Regions from separate parts of the Gossypium hirsutum genome. Here regions 1 and 2 are each linked to region 3. Evidence: chromatin contacts called from public Hi-C data. All regions are on one chromosome and are shown on one strand. The core of a region is the stretch at or near the end of the contact, and the rest is flanking DNA. Distances in the headings are between cores, read along the strand shown.

Region 1 (4,123 bases), core at 1,209-3,708, 300 kb after region 3:
AATTGTATCACAAGCCGCAGATTTAAAGGAGGAAAACCTATAAAAAGGTATCAAAGCTAACCTTCCACTTGGCAATCGCTTTCCATAGTGTTAATTTGTTATTAATTTTATCATTGATATCCGGAAGAAATCATTCTACTTCTACAGTTTCCTATCTCTACTCTTAAATATTTGTTTGGCCTATCAACTCTTTTAATATTTAGGAATCCAAGATATCACATTTTCTCCTAGAAGTTGATAAAAGGATTGAGGCGAAACTCTAATTTGTCATAATTTATAACTCGATCTGTCTTTTTAACTTTTATGATTCCAAAATATCACATTTTCGCCTACAAGTTGATAGAAAGATTAATAAGAAGCTCTAATTTGTAACAATTTATAACTCGACCTAATAAGATATAAAACTTCATCAAATACTCTTTAAAGTTGAATCTTTTTAAGTAGAACTCTTTAAAGTAGAAGTTGACTTTTAAATGAAATAAATTTATTATCTTCACTTATGTAAATTTTACTAAGATAAACTATACAAATGTGAATAAAAAATTATCATATGTTTCATTTGTTTATTTTAACATTTTTTTTAAAAAATAAATTAAAAATAAGTAACTATAAAAGATTTCAGTATGAATATATCAATAACAATATCAAATATTTATAAATTTTGAAAATCATAATTTTCTCAGCATAGTTTATAAAACTCAAATTTTGTTTATTTCTAACCAAGCTTTCTAGAGGCTAACTAGTTAATGCTATCGTGCTGGTATATGGGCATCCAGGCAATTTGATTCCCTAGTTTTAATATTGTTTTATTGTGAAATTAACTAAGAAGGATTATGGAGAAAATATAGGCATTATTCTCCGGTGTGCTAAATTATCAACAAACACTAGTACGTACTACCACTACTACATATTTATTTATATCACATCTTGGTTTTTTTTTCCCATGATCCCTCAAACCCATTTAATTACTATTTCCCAACTGCTCCTACCTTTTTCTTTTTTGAGCCTTTAATTTATTTGTTATTGTGGTAGCAATTTTGGAAAGAGGTTGTCTACTTATGTTCACTTCAACACCAATTTATGTGTTCACTTTAACTTATTAATTCCAGAATTCCTTAACATCATCAGTGTTGCCCCAATATTATACTTCAAATCATATATAATTTTGATACCAGAATTAATGACTACTATTTCCTTAGGTGACCACTTCCGAGATGCTCTCGCTTTCTAAATTACTGGACTATTCAAATTATAAAATTATTTTAGCTTTAGTACAACTAAAAATTGAGTTATTTACATTTTGTTTGTTAAATTATCATCTTATAGTTTAGTCAATTAACTATTAAAATGTAATATTATTCTTATGTTAACTTCCAAATTCAAGAGAGACTTAGGCCCCTAAAATCAAATTAAATTTGGGTTATAATATTTCATAATATCTGATAATGCTAAATAATTAGCAAAGAGTAGGAAAATTATTGTAACCTTAGAAGCATTTGCTTTTGGATTTTCTAAAGCTTGTTATTTCCGACAAATATATTTACAAGTATCCCCAACCTTAAACCCAATGTCATTAACACAAATAATTAAAAGGAAAAACAATTAAAAACATTATACCATCTACATTAAATTCCTAAAATGCCACCACCACCAACCGCCATTACAGCACAGCTTCAGCTTTACCTTCTTCACCACCTCCTGCATGATTCATCCCATAACCTAACAACGTTGCCGTTTAACGCCGTCAAATCCTGATAACGGTACCACCCTGCTTCCCCTTTCCTCAACCTCAACACTCTTTCCCAACTCTCCCACCACTCCCCGCAGCACCTCCCTTCACCACCGTCACTCCATTCCGTTACCGTCATCCCACCGTCGACGTCTACGTCATCATCCACGTAATAAACAGTCAACTTGATTTTTCCTCCTTTGGTCACCAACTGCGAACCGCTTGTTTCTGAGACGGAAGCTGGAGGGGCCGGGGGAGTTGAAACTGAAGCTGAAGGGGTCGGCTTTTCATCGGCGCCGAGAATCGGTCGAGACTCATCATGGGCACGATCAGAAATAGACACCGAGAGCTTCTGGTCATTACTTTGAACGGAGGCGCCGACGACGGCTCTTATCCTCCAAAAACTAACCGCAGCAGTGAGAACAGCAATCCACGTCCACAGATTATGAATAACCGTGAAAATCCCAAAACTCACATAGTTAAATGCCAAAGCTTCGAGTGGAGATTCCAACACCTGATTCATTTTTGTTTGGTCCGCCAACTCTAAAATTCGGCTGTCTGAAGATATTCTAGTCTTGGTTCTGTTTCTGTGTTTTATAAGGGAAACTAAAAATCAGAGGCCTATAGAAATGGTAACGTAGAGGAGAAAGAGAACACGACAAAGAAAGCTAGGCCATAGATGGAGAGAGCAAGTTGAGGAGATTAATGGAGATGCTAATTTGCTAAGATTGATCCATTTACTTATACCCAATTAAAAAACATGGGCAGGTGTGAAATCAGGAGGGTTGATATTTACCGTCCCTTGCCCTTCTCGTAAAAAGCTGACCATTCGTTTACTGCAGCAGAATATATAACGATTTCTAGGGTAAATTGTAATGAAAAGTTAATTAAATTATTAGTAAATTTATATTTTAATTATTTTATTTTAAAATATTATTAAATAATTTATTAAATTATTTAAAAAATTTTATTTAAATCATTCAATTATTTTAAAATTTTTATTTAAATTACTAAATTATTTAAATTTTAATTTAAATTCATGATACTCAAAATAGTTTAATAAAAATATTAATTTATAAAAGAGAAAGAGAAAAAAAAACATTCTATTAGTAGAAACAATGTGAACAGAAAAGATAATACAATAATAATTTTAATAATTAAATGATTTAGATAAAAAAAATTTAATAATTTAATAGTTATTTTTGTAAACTTCTAAAAAGTTGTAATTTGGACTTAAGTAATTTACCCTTCCTGTATATATGACTTAAGTATGGAAAATATCTCCTCCCTTGGGCCCTCCACTCAAATTTTAAAAAGAAATTGATAATATGAAACTATTTCATAATATCATTGTCCATTTTCAATAAAAAAAAAAGTAACATAAAAAGATAGTATCACGACATAAAATCACAGTTTCTCAATTTCAAGACGTGGAAGGATTGTTTTATTTGGTTATAACTGCAGTTACCGTTCACTCAGCGTTAATATAAAAAACATGCGTTTAATGCTTCGTGCAATCTTTTGAATCGGATTGAAAATGATCTGTTCTCAAGGAATTATCCAATGGGTCTTTTGAGTTAAGGAACGAAGATGAGATTAAAAGTCCGATTCCAACAGTTTTGAACTTTTCAATGGCGTTTAATGCTTCGTGTTCCAAAGCACTAAATGTCTTCGGCGAGGACGTCTATTTGTTCTTGGAACAACAACAGTGCCTAATGGTAAACGTTTGAAGCAAGGACGATCAACGGAAGGTCGCGGGTGGCGAGTGGCGGTAAACTTGGTAATTTTATAGAACACTTGGGGTTTGTTTCATTAGCTTGGGCTTTAATGGCGGATTCATATACGTTGAAGTAAAAATAGTAGATGCAAAAAACGGTGGCGGGTTGAATCCAAAATAAAGATGTCGGGATGTGATGTTTACGCGCCAACTCCGTGGCCCAATGAAGGAACAAGGAGTAGACAATGCAAGTGATGGTTTGCGTTCGTTCTTACTGCTTGTTATAAACTCGAAGATGGCTTCTTTGCCTCGTCGCCTAAGTTCAGACAGGTAATGGTCTGTGTCATCACCGGCTTGGACTCCGTTTTCGTAGCCATTGGAAAAGGGTAAAAACGATAGGCCTTGAGCGGTGGGGACTTCGGTCATGCGACGGCGGGCGGAGATGCTGGTGATGAAAGTTACACGTATAGATGCTTGGCGAATTGTAAGGTGTTAGCAGCCCTAGATGTTAGACCTTCAAAATTTTAGTGCTCATAACAAAAGGGCAGTAAGATTAGGGGATGAAAGAAATGACAAAATCCTCGCATTGGTTGTTGAGGACCAAGCAATAAGATTAGGGGAAGACATTTTCTGTAAGAATGGATGACTCAAAATGATAAGACTTGTCGCTCTCAAAG
Region 2 (3,929 bases), core at 341-2,840, 330 kb after region 3:
TTTTTTCAAGATAAATAGTTATAATTGAAATCCTTTCTTATCCAAATCTGAAAGCATAATATCAATCATATGTATGCCGTTCTTCAATATTTATACTAATACCAACCATAGATGTGTCATACTTCAATGTTTCAGAAATTATTTTCTAAATAGCCTGGCAACTATCGTTACCTCCAGCTTATTAGTATCCAGATCTCATCAAATGTTTGTCTGAGTTCAATCATATTTTCTAATGTAACTGTCATCCAAGATTAAGCTCTATTAGTCTATTTTGCTATCCCTTTGACAAATCCAATAATGCCACAATGACCAACGTTAATCAAATCATTCCATCTCCTTAGAAAATAAAATCAATGCCATACTATTTCCTTTCTGTAGACAAGACAAGAGACCGTTCTTTCATAAGAAAACTGATCTACACTAAGTCATCATAAGCTCATCAAAAACTACAATAATTTCATTATGTTAACAACGAATATGTTCAAGACTATCTAAAGCAAAATCATTTGCTCATTCACTAGCATAGTTAACACATTTCTTCTCCTGATATCATAACTAGCTAACCATGAAAGAAGCTAATCTCATTAGAGTTCACAACTAAAACTTCCACTTTAATCCTGATAAACTGCTATGTTTTCCATCATTTACACTCCACAGTCCAATATTCCCTACAGGTCAAGCATGTCATAACCGGCAGGATAACTTGGCCAATTGTCAACAACTACCAAATATATATATATATTTTTTATTGAAATATAAGAAAATAATCATCACTAACCGTAGACCACTGGTAATGACTGCAATGCCTTTGTTTATATCTTGATCTAGACATATATGCATATCCACCTGTCAAAAAAAATGCAATGTGTATATCTTGCTCAAAAAGATAGTTTCATACAAACCATGCATTTGTAGGAGCCTAAAAACTATACCACAATCATCAAAACAAGTTGTCAACTTAGTAACTAAAAGGGTATCACATTTTTATTTAGAAATATCTCTAAATATTAATATTGCCAATAGCAAATAATAAAACTAAAATTCAAACCATAAGAAATGAAGTCAAATTGAAAAGAAAAGTATACCTCTTGATAGCTCCTTGGCAACCCGAAATCCAACTCTACAAAGCCTAGAAATTAACATAACTCGAAATAGAAAAGCAGGCCCTATTTAAGGAGGAGGGGGGGAAGGCTTTAGAGCTAAAATTTTTCAAACTTTAACAAACACATCAAAGTCTAAATGGACTTGCATGTAGAGCGAATTAATCAATAAAGTTCAACTGGGTATTCATCTAAGCTGCTGCATATTGATATAGACAAGTACTTAAATCTCCAGAAAAGAAGACATAACGAAAAAAGTGAGTAAGCGACCTTTTGTAACGAGAGAAGAGGAAATTGGAACTTGGTCTGGGACAGTGATCTCTAATGCGCGTTAAGACGAAAACTCTGACTAGTTTTGAAGGCAAATGGTGGCCGCCGGCGAGGGCAGTTGGCTGAGGTTAGATGAACAAGTTTCTTTAGAATAATATGCGCCGTAGAGACTACCGGGTAGAAGATGAGAGATTGAACGACGCCGTTTGAAGGAACTTTGACACTAGGAAAAGGAAAATAAAATGTTATTGCAGTGGAGATGCGGGGGATCGAACGCTGTACCTCTCTCATGCAAGGCTAGCGCTCTACCATTTGAGCTACATCCCCTCGTGCTTACCATGTTCTAACTTCTTAATTAATACTTATTTTGAAAAAGTTAAATCAATTGAAATATAATATTTTCAATGATTTATTTCTTACATATTTGATAATACAAAATAAAAATAACTGAATAGAATTTTTCTGTGAAAAAGATAAGTAGATAATAGCTATTTATAATTTATTTTAATTTTTATTAAATTTTGATTTGGTTTAAAACAAAATGGAATATTTAAAAGTTAAGGATAAATGTAGAATATTTTTTATAACTTAAAATTTATATTTATCAAACAATCGAATTACATTCACTATTTAATTTTAAACAATATGTCAAAAAAATTATAATTTAAATTTAGTAATACTTAATTATTAAGTTATACATCACTCTATTTTCTTATATATCATACATCACCTTAGACATCATAATTAAACGTAAACTACATCTCAGGCCACATATCTATGCTAATTTTTTTTTCTATTTTTTTTATCTAATCATAAAAATTATAAAATAATTAATCAATTAATAGTATAAATTTTGTAACGGAAAGATGATTTGGCTATTTTAAAATAAGCATATTATAGTTTATAAATAATATATATATATATATATATATATATATACTTGGACGGTGTAAGTAAAGTTGTTTTCTAAAGGAAAATGATTGTTGATGTCGCTTATTCTAAAATAAATAAAGGTATAATTATTTATTGGCCCTTTAATTTTATAAAAAAATTATTTTAACCTTTTATTTAATTTTTAAGCTTCTTTTACTTATAAACTTGTGTTTTTTTGTCAAATTATATTAAAATGAATGAAAAATTAACATTATTTAACTTTGCTGACGTGAAATACACATAGACGACATATCAATATTTAATTAATTTTTTAAAAATTTAAAAATTATATAAAAATATTTTTAAAATTAAAAATCATTAAAATTATTTAAAATATTATTTTTAATATATATTTTTTAAAATTTTAAAATTAATTAAATTCTTTTGTGTCATTTATGTGGTAATTTACTTGTATTTCACGTCAGTAAAATTAATTTTTTATCTGTTTTAGAGCTATTTGATAAAAAATATAAATTTTAAGACTAAAAAAGATAAAAAAATTAAATTGAGGACTAAAATAAAATTTTTATAAGTTAAAAGGTAAAAAAATTATTATACTTAAAATTAAAAAATAAAATAAAATAGGGGGCTGCACGTGCACACAAAGTTAGAAAAGCAAAGAATCGAAAGCGATGTGTGGTCCAATTACGGTGACACGTCATCTAAAGTTGAGTTGATCTATTCAAGTACGTTTTCATTTTTTTTCTTTCCCATCGATCTCCTCCTCACTCCACCACACAAATAATAGTTTTTTAAAAATATCACTTATTATTATTATTATTATTATAAGATAAAAATTACAAGTAACTATACATTACTCTATCTTTTTTTAAAATTATCCTTAAATATCCTCGCCATATTTGAATGATTTAAAAATTATTAAATCCAAATAAGTAAAAAATCAGACTTATTTAGAAAATAAATCTAATTTTATCATTTTATTAAATCTTCATTAAATTCGAAATTAATTTATACAGATACCTCAATGAGGGTAAAATTCTCAATAACTATTTTCTTATCTATAAAATTGAAACTCAAGTCTTCATTTATATTGACCTGTGGTTAAAATTTTTATTAAATAATTATTTGAAAAGTGTTAAAATTCTATCACCTTATCTTTACTTTTAATATTGTATAAAAAATAAATTTAAATTTTAAATTTTAATTAAAAGGATAAGGAACTTCTTATCACTCGATTTACAATTATCAGAATTTACTTTTTTTTTAAATAATTTTTTCTCAAAATTATCATGTATATTAATCAAACTTTATAAAAAAATAAAAATAATGTAAGGTATTTAATTAATTAAATTAATAAGAGAATAGAGCTTTAAAATCTATGGAAATGGAAACCGATGCAAGTAGCAGCTAAAAGAAAGAGATAGAAGAACCAAAAAAACAAAAAACACCATCCTCCGACAGTCACCTTACCCAAAGCAAATGTTGATACGACAGTCAATGAAACAGCAAAACGCTTGGAAATAGTTTAAAACCAGAACAAGAAGAACTACCAACTCTGATTTCTCTAACGATTATTTTTGTCTTTTTTGTTGTTTTCTTTTTCTTTTTTTTTTTTCCTTTTGAATCACTTTCCATACTCCTTTCAAATGGCTTTTCTTCTTCGGG
Region 3 (4,193 bases), core at 1,178-3,677:
AACATTCAAAGGAGCCTAAGATATAGAAATGGAAAGGACTTGAGGCATCAAATTGACGCAGAGAAAGAAAAAGTATTTTGAATTGTTAATTTGTTTAGATTTAATCAAAATTAGGTTATTGAAATTTATTTTTTTAAAAATAAATTTGTTACATATCCCGTGAAAATAAAATTATATAACAAATATAGTCTATAGAAATTTAGATTTAAATTTTATTATTTGTATATTTTCCTAATTTTGCTTTGTAAAAGATATAATATATAAAAAATAACACCCTTAATATAATACAATTTATCTTATAAAATAAGGACACTTCCGTCATTACTCAACTAAATTAGTGTCCAGTTAACTCATAATATCAACTCAGTCAAGTGCTTAATATATACAGCTCAAAAGTCAACTTCCTAAAATTGAATTTTTACTTTTTCTTTTTCTGAAAATAATATGGTTAGTGCAAACTGTTGATGCATTGATTGCTGATAGTATGTTACAACATTCTGAGTGTTGAGTGACGGACATATGAGAGAGTCCAGAAATTATGGGTTCTTTAATAAAAGGGTTTTGAGCAAGGAGATTACGGGATCAGTATCAAGCATTTCAAGAATATTTATCTATTATTCTATCTCTGTTTCAAGGAGGATGATCCTATCGCCATATTTAGCTTGGGATCAACCTATTTAAGGAACCTTCTTCCTTCATTATCATAGTTAAATTTAGAGTGCACTAAATAGTTCATTTTACAACATTTTAGACGTTGCAATTTGAGTTTTTTTTGTCATTCATTGATAGTGTTTTCCAGACCTTCAGTTGAGTGGTAAGCAAGTTTACATTAAGTATGAGTTTAAAAATTTTAAAAATAAAAAAGTATATTTAAAAGTTTATCTTTCAATAAAAATATATAAAAATTTATAATAATACATATAAATTATAAAAATATTTGTAAATAAATAAATAAAATTTACATTTATTTATTAAAATAATAATTCTATAAATAAAGCAATTTAGGGGAATCATGAATAAGACTAAAACAGATTCATTTTTTTAACATTAACGACAACAATGTTTAGGTTGGGTCAAAAACTATAGCCTAAGGTTGAAAAAGGTAAGATTTAATATCTTTAAGTTGTTGCCGGAACGTGTTTGTTATGTTTGAAGTTGTGTTTGAAGGCATAGATGATTGAGAATATATATGCGAGGATAAGGTCTTGAATACCCAATTGGTAGAAGGCCATGCATAGAGCTCCACAACTGATTCTTGGTATGATGGCACAATAATAAAGGATGTGAAAATCAAGGAGTTTAGAATAAAAATTATTAGTGCCAGTAATTGTGGGCGAACACAACTCCAACACTTGACAAATTTGGCAAAAGTTAAGGAATAAGGCAGCGTATAATAAACAAATTATTATTTATAGAATAAAAAAATTTAAACATTTGAATTTAGTTTAAGTACTGTTTCTGAGATTTTTAAGAAAATTATTTTATACAATCAAATTTCATGTTAGAAAAAGAGAAAATGGTTATTCATTTATTATAATTTTACATGTATTTTTATAATTGTGTATGTGTTTTTTAGCTGGAAATAAACATTTAAATCATTTTTAATTTTAAAGTTTCTTAATTTTAATTTTGAATTTTTAAGAATCAAAATTAAATTGACAAAATTTTAAAGTTGATGGTTAAATTTATTAAATTTTTTAAAATTAATACTGAATTGATAAAATCTATAAACATTGAAAAGATAATTTTATTATTAGACTGATAAAAAAATTCATACCAACAATTTACTAATGATTTAATGGATGAGTAATCAAAATATTAACTAAAATAAACAATCAAAGGCCGAATTCTAAGTGTTTATTTTTTTTTCAACAAATCTTTCATTCAGTAGGAACCAGATTAATAGAGTGTTACTAGTTCCACAGGTGGAACTTGAGCCCAGTTTGATGGACAAGAATGAATCCTAGTTTTTCCTGCGATCCAGTCAACAGCTCCATTACAGTTCCTTTTGATAAACTTAAACGATACATCATTAAGTCTAGAAACTATCGATAGAATATCTACAACAATTTCAAAAATCTCCCAAGGGCACTGGTTCTTTTTTTTAAGCATTGAATGAGTGCAAGATTGTCGGGTTCAAATTCCACAGACTGCCAGTTGTTATCAGACGCAAGTGTGGAACCCAGCCTTATAGCTTGGGCTTCAGCCGCTAATGCCGTAGACACATGCATCAACGCGCTGGTTCTATCTGTAATATCTCCATTGCTGTTCCTGGCAATTGCAGCCACCCCAGCTTCTCCAATTCTCCCTTTTAGAGAAGAACCACGGTTGGTTTTTACAACTTGAGATGGCGGTTTTGTCCATTCGGATTTGAGGGCAAAGTTAGGGTGGGACCTCCCAGGAACTGAATTCTAAGTTTCATTGTCACGTCACACCGACAAAGAATAGTAATAGTAAATAGTAGGTTAGGACAGGTGCAGCTCACCCCACTTGGTTCTCTCATCTATGTATCTTTTAATTTTGTAGACTGCATCTGCGTTGCACTGCTGGAATCTAATTGTGTACGTATGTTTTGGATATTATATATTATTCCGGTTCACGTGGGGGAGCCACGATTCACAATGACCTCCTATAATATTATTCTTTTTTGTACTAATGAACTCCTATAATATAGTGTTTATAAATAAATATGCCTCGTTCATTTATCAAATAATGTACTTGTCGGATTCGGAATCTGACATGACCGCAACATGCCATTAATTAAATAATTACGTTCTACAATTTATATAAAAAAACCATTCTTACTTATATTAATTCCCTAAAGAGAGGCAATTTGAATGTAGACATGATCCCAATTACTGTCAAAGTTAAAATTTTGTTAATTAGGTAAAAATTTGATGTTCTATAAATAAGGTTTTAAGTTAAAGTATTTCAACTGAAAATTGATATAATTATTGATTGTCGAATAAAAAAAAAACTTAAAATGTAATAATCCAAGTCGTGTATTGTTTCCAACTTAGATTGTTATAAAACAAAAATGGTTGACATTGTACGTAAATGATTGTTAATAATGAGTGAAAGGGAAGGGGCCATGTGTTTTATCCGTATATTGTACTCCTTAATATTTATTTGGAAAACTATGTTTCGTTTGGAGTTTAATTTTGGGGACCGCCTTTGATGCTCAACTCAAACAAAACGCTTCCGTGGATGGCCCTCAAAATTACTTTCCCCAACCTAATTTTCAACCAAGTTTCACGAATTATGTCTTATTTTGATTAATTAATTAATTGCAACTTAAAAGTGGGCATTGGAAGACAAAGGGAAATGAGGGTAAGCGAGGAGCACCGACTGGGGGCACTTCACATCACGGGAGATGGATCGGCCTACTCCTACAAATCAAATACAGATAAAATAAAAGTGGGCCCAATGGATTGTGCGCCCACTTGACGTGGGGGCTTCTACGCCTCATCGACCATCTCTGCTTTTATTGTCCTTTGCCTCACTTCGTCAACGCGTTTCATGCTCCACCTTGCCTCTTTCGGTTAAGGATCACACAACTCAAATTCTCTAATACTTTTTAGGCTAAACTATATTGTTACACAAGTAATTTTGTTTTATTATTTATGAAAAAATTATAAAATAGTTATTTAATTAATTAATTTTTTTAGTTATTAATCGTTAAATAGTTAATGAAAAGATGGCATTGATGTTTTTAAAATTGACATAATACAATCAATTCTATCCATAACTGTCACATATTTTAACAACATTTCACTGTAACAACTTTCTAGTAGAACTAATTTTCTATGTTTATTTTAACCCTCTATAAAAGTTTTTCACTTATAATAGCAACAACGGTTATGAAGTACTTCATTTATTAAATCAGTTCTTTATAATAACATATTCTCGAACATTTTAAGTAAAATTATAGTTATTTCATATAAACAAACATATTAATCATAATTAATTAAATATTATTTTAATAAAATATTTAAATTTCAAATGAAAAATCTCTTAATCATATTTTAATAAATGAAAATAACATTCAATGAGTGAAACTAAAGATATCAATTCAATCAATTATTAAGTTCCCTAATCAAATATTCTATTACAAATTTGGAACATTATAAACTTATAAATTGATTACTTGAATTTAATAAATCCTGATACATTAATTAATTTAATAACCCATA

What was found. A called contact is a pair of places that touch in the nucleus more often than the background predicts.
Region 1: a Hi-C map of leaf shows a contact between it and region 3, with 2.8 times the contacts expected there. The contact joins the promoter of LOC107962187 here to the enhancer-like site in region 3. A contact is called at or near these places in 11 of 34 Hi-C or Micro-C datasets (callus, hypocotyl, leaf and 1 more).
Region 2: a contact with region 3 is called in a Hi-C map of hypocotyl, with 2.3 times the contacts expected there. The contact joins the promoter of LOC107963155 here to the enhancer-like site in region 3. A contact is called at or near these places in 6 of 34 Hi-C or Micro-C datasets (hypocotyl and leaf).

Annotation. Positions count from the first base shown.
Region 1 is chrA06:22,677,279-22,681,401 of Gossypium_hirsutum_v2.1, forward strand. LOC107962187 reads right to left here and starts at 2,459. Exons shown (of 1, transcript XM_041115568.1): 1 at 1,496-2,459. The coding sequence starts at 2,252. The coding sequence ends at 1,689.
Region 2 is chrA06:22,704,613-22,708,541 of Gossypium_hirsutum_v2.1, forward strand. LOC107963155 (adrenodoxin-like protein 1, mitochondrial) reads right to left here and starts at 1,591. Exons shown (of 8, transcript XM_041115932.1): 1 at 1,086-1,591; 2 at 779-846. It overlaps LOC107962186, which reads left to right and starts at 3,587. Exons shown (of 3, transcript XM_016898484.2): 1 at 3,587-3,929.
Region 3 is chrA06:22,375,269-22,379,461 of Gossypium_hirsutum_v2.1, forward strand. No RefSeq gene overlaps it. Among protein-coding and RNA genes, the nearest start is that of LOC107962189, 50 kb to the left of the region's middle. Within about 2 kb of position 2,428, at least 4 of the 9 cell types and tissues checked have an H3K27ac peak or open chromatin away from gene starts, as enhancers often do. A contact at or near this core is called in hypocotyl and leaf, where this site is marked.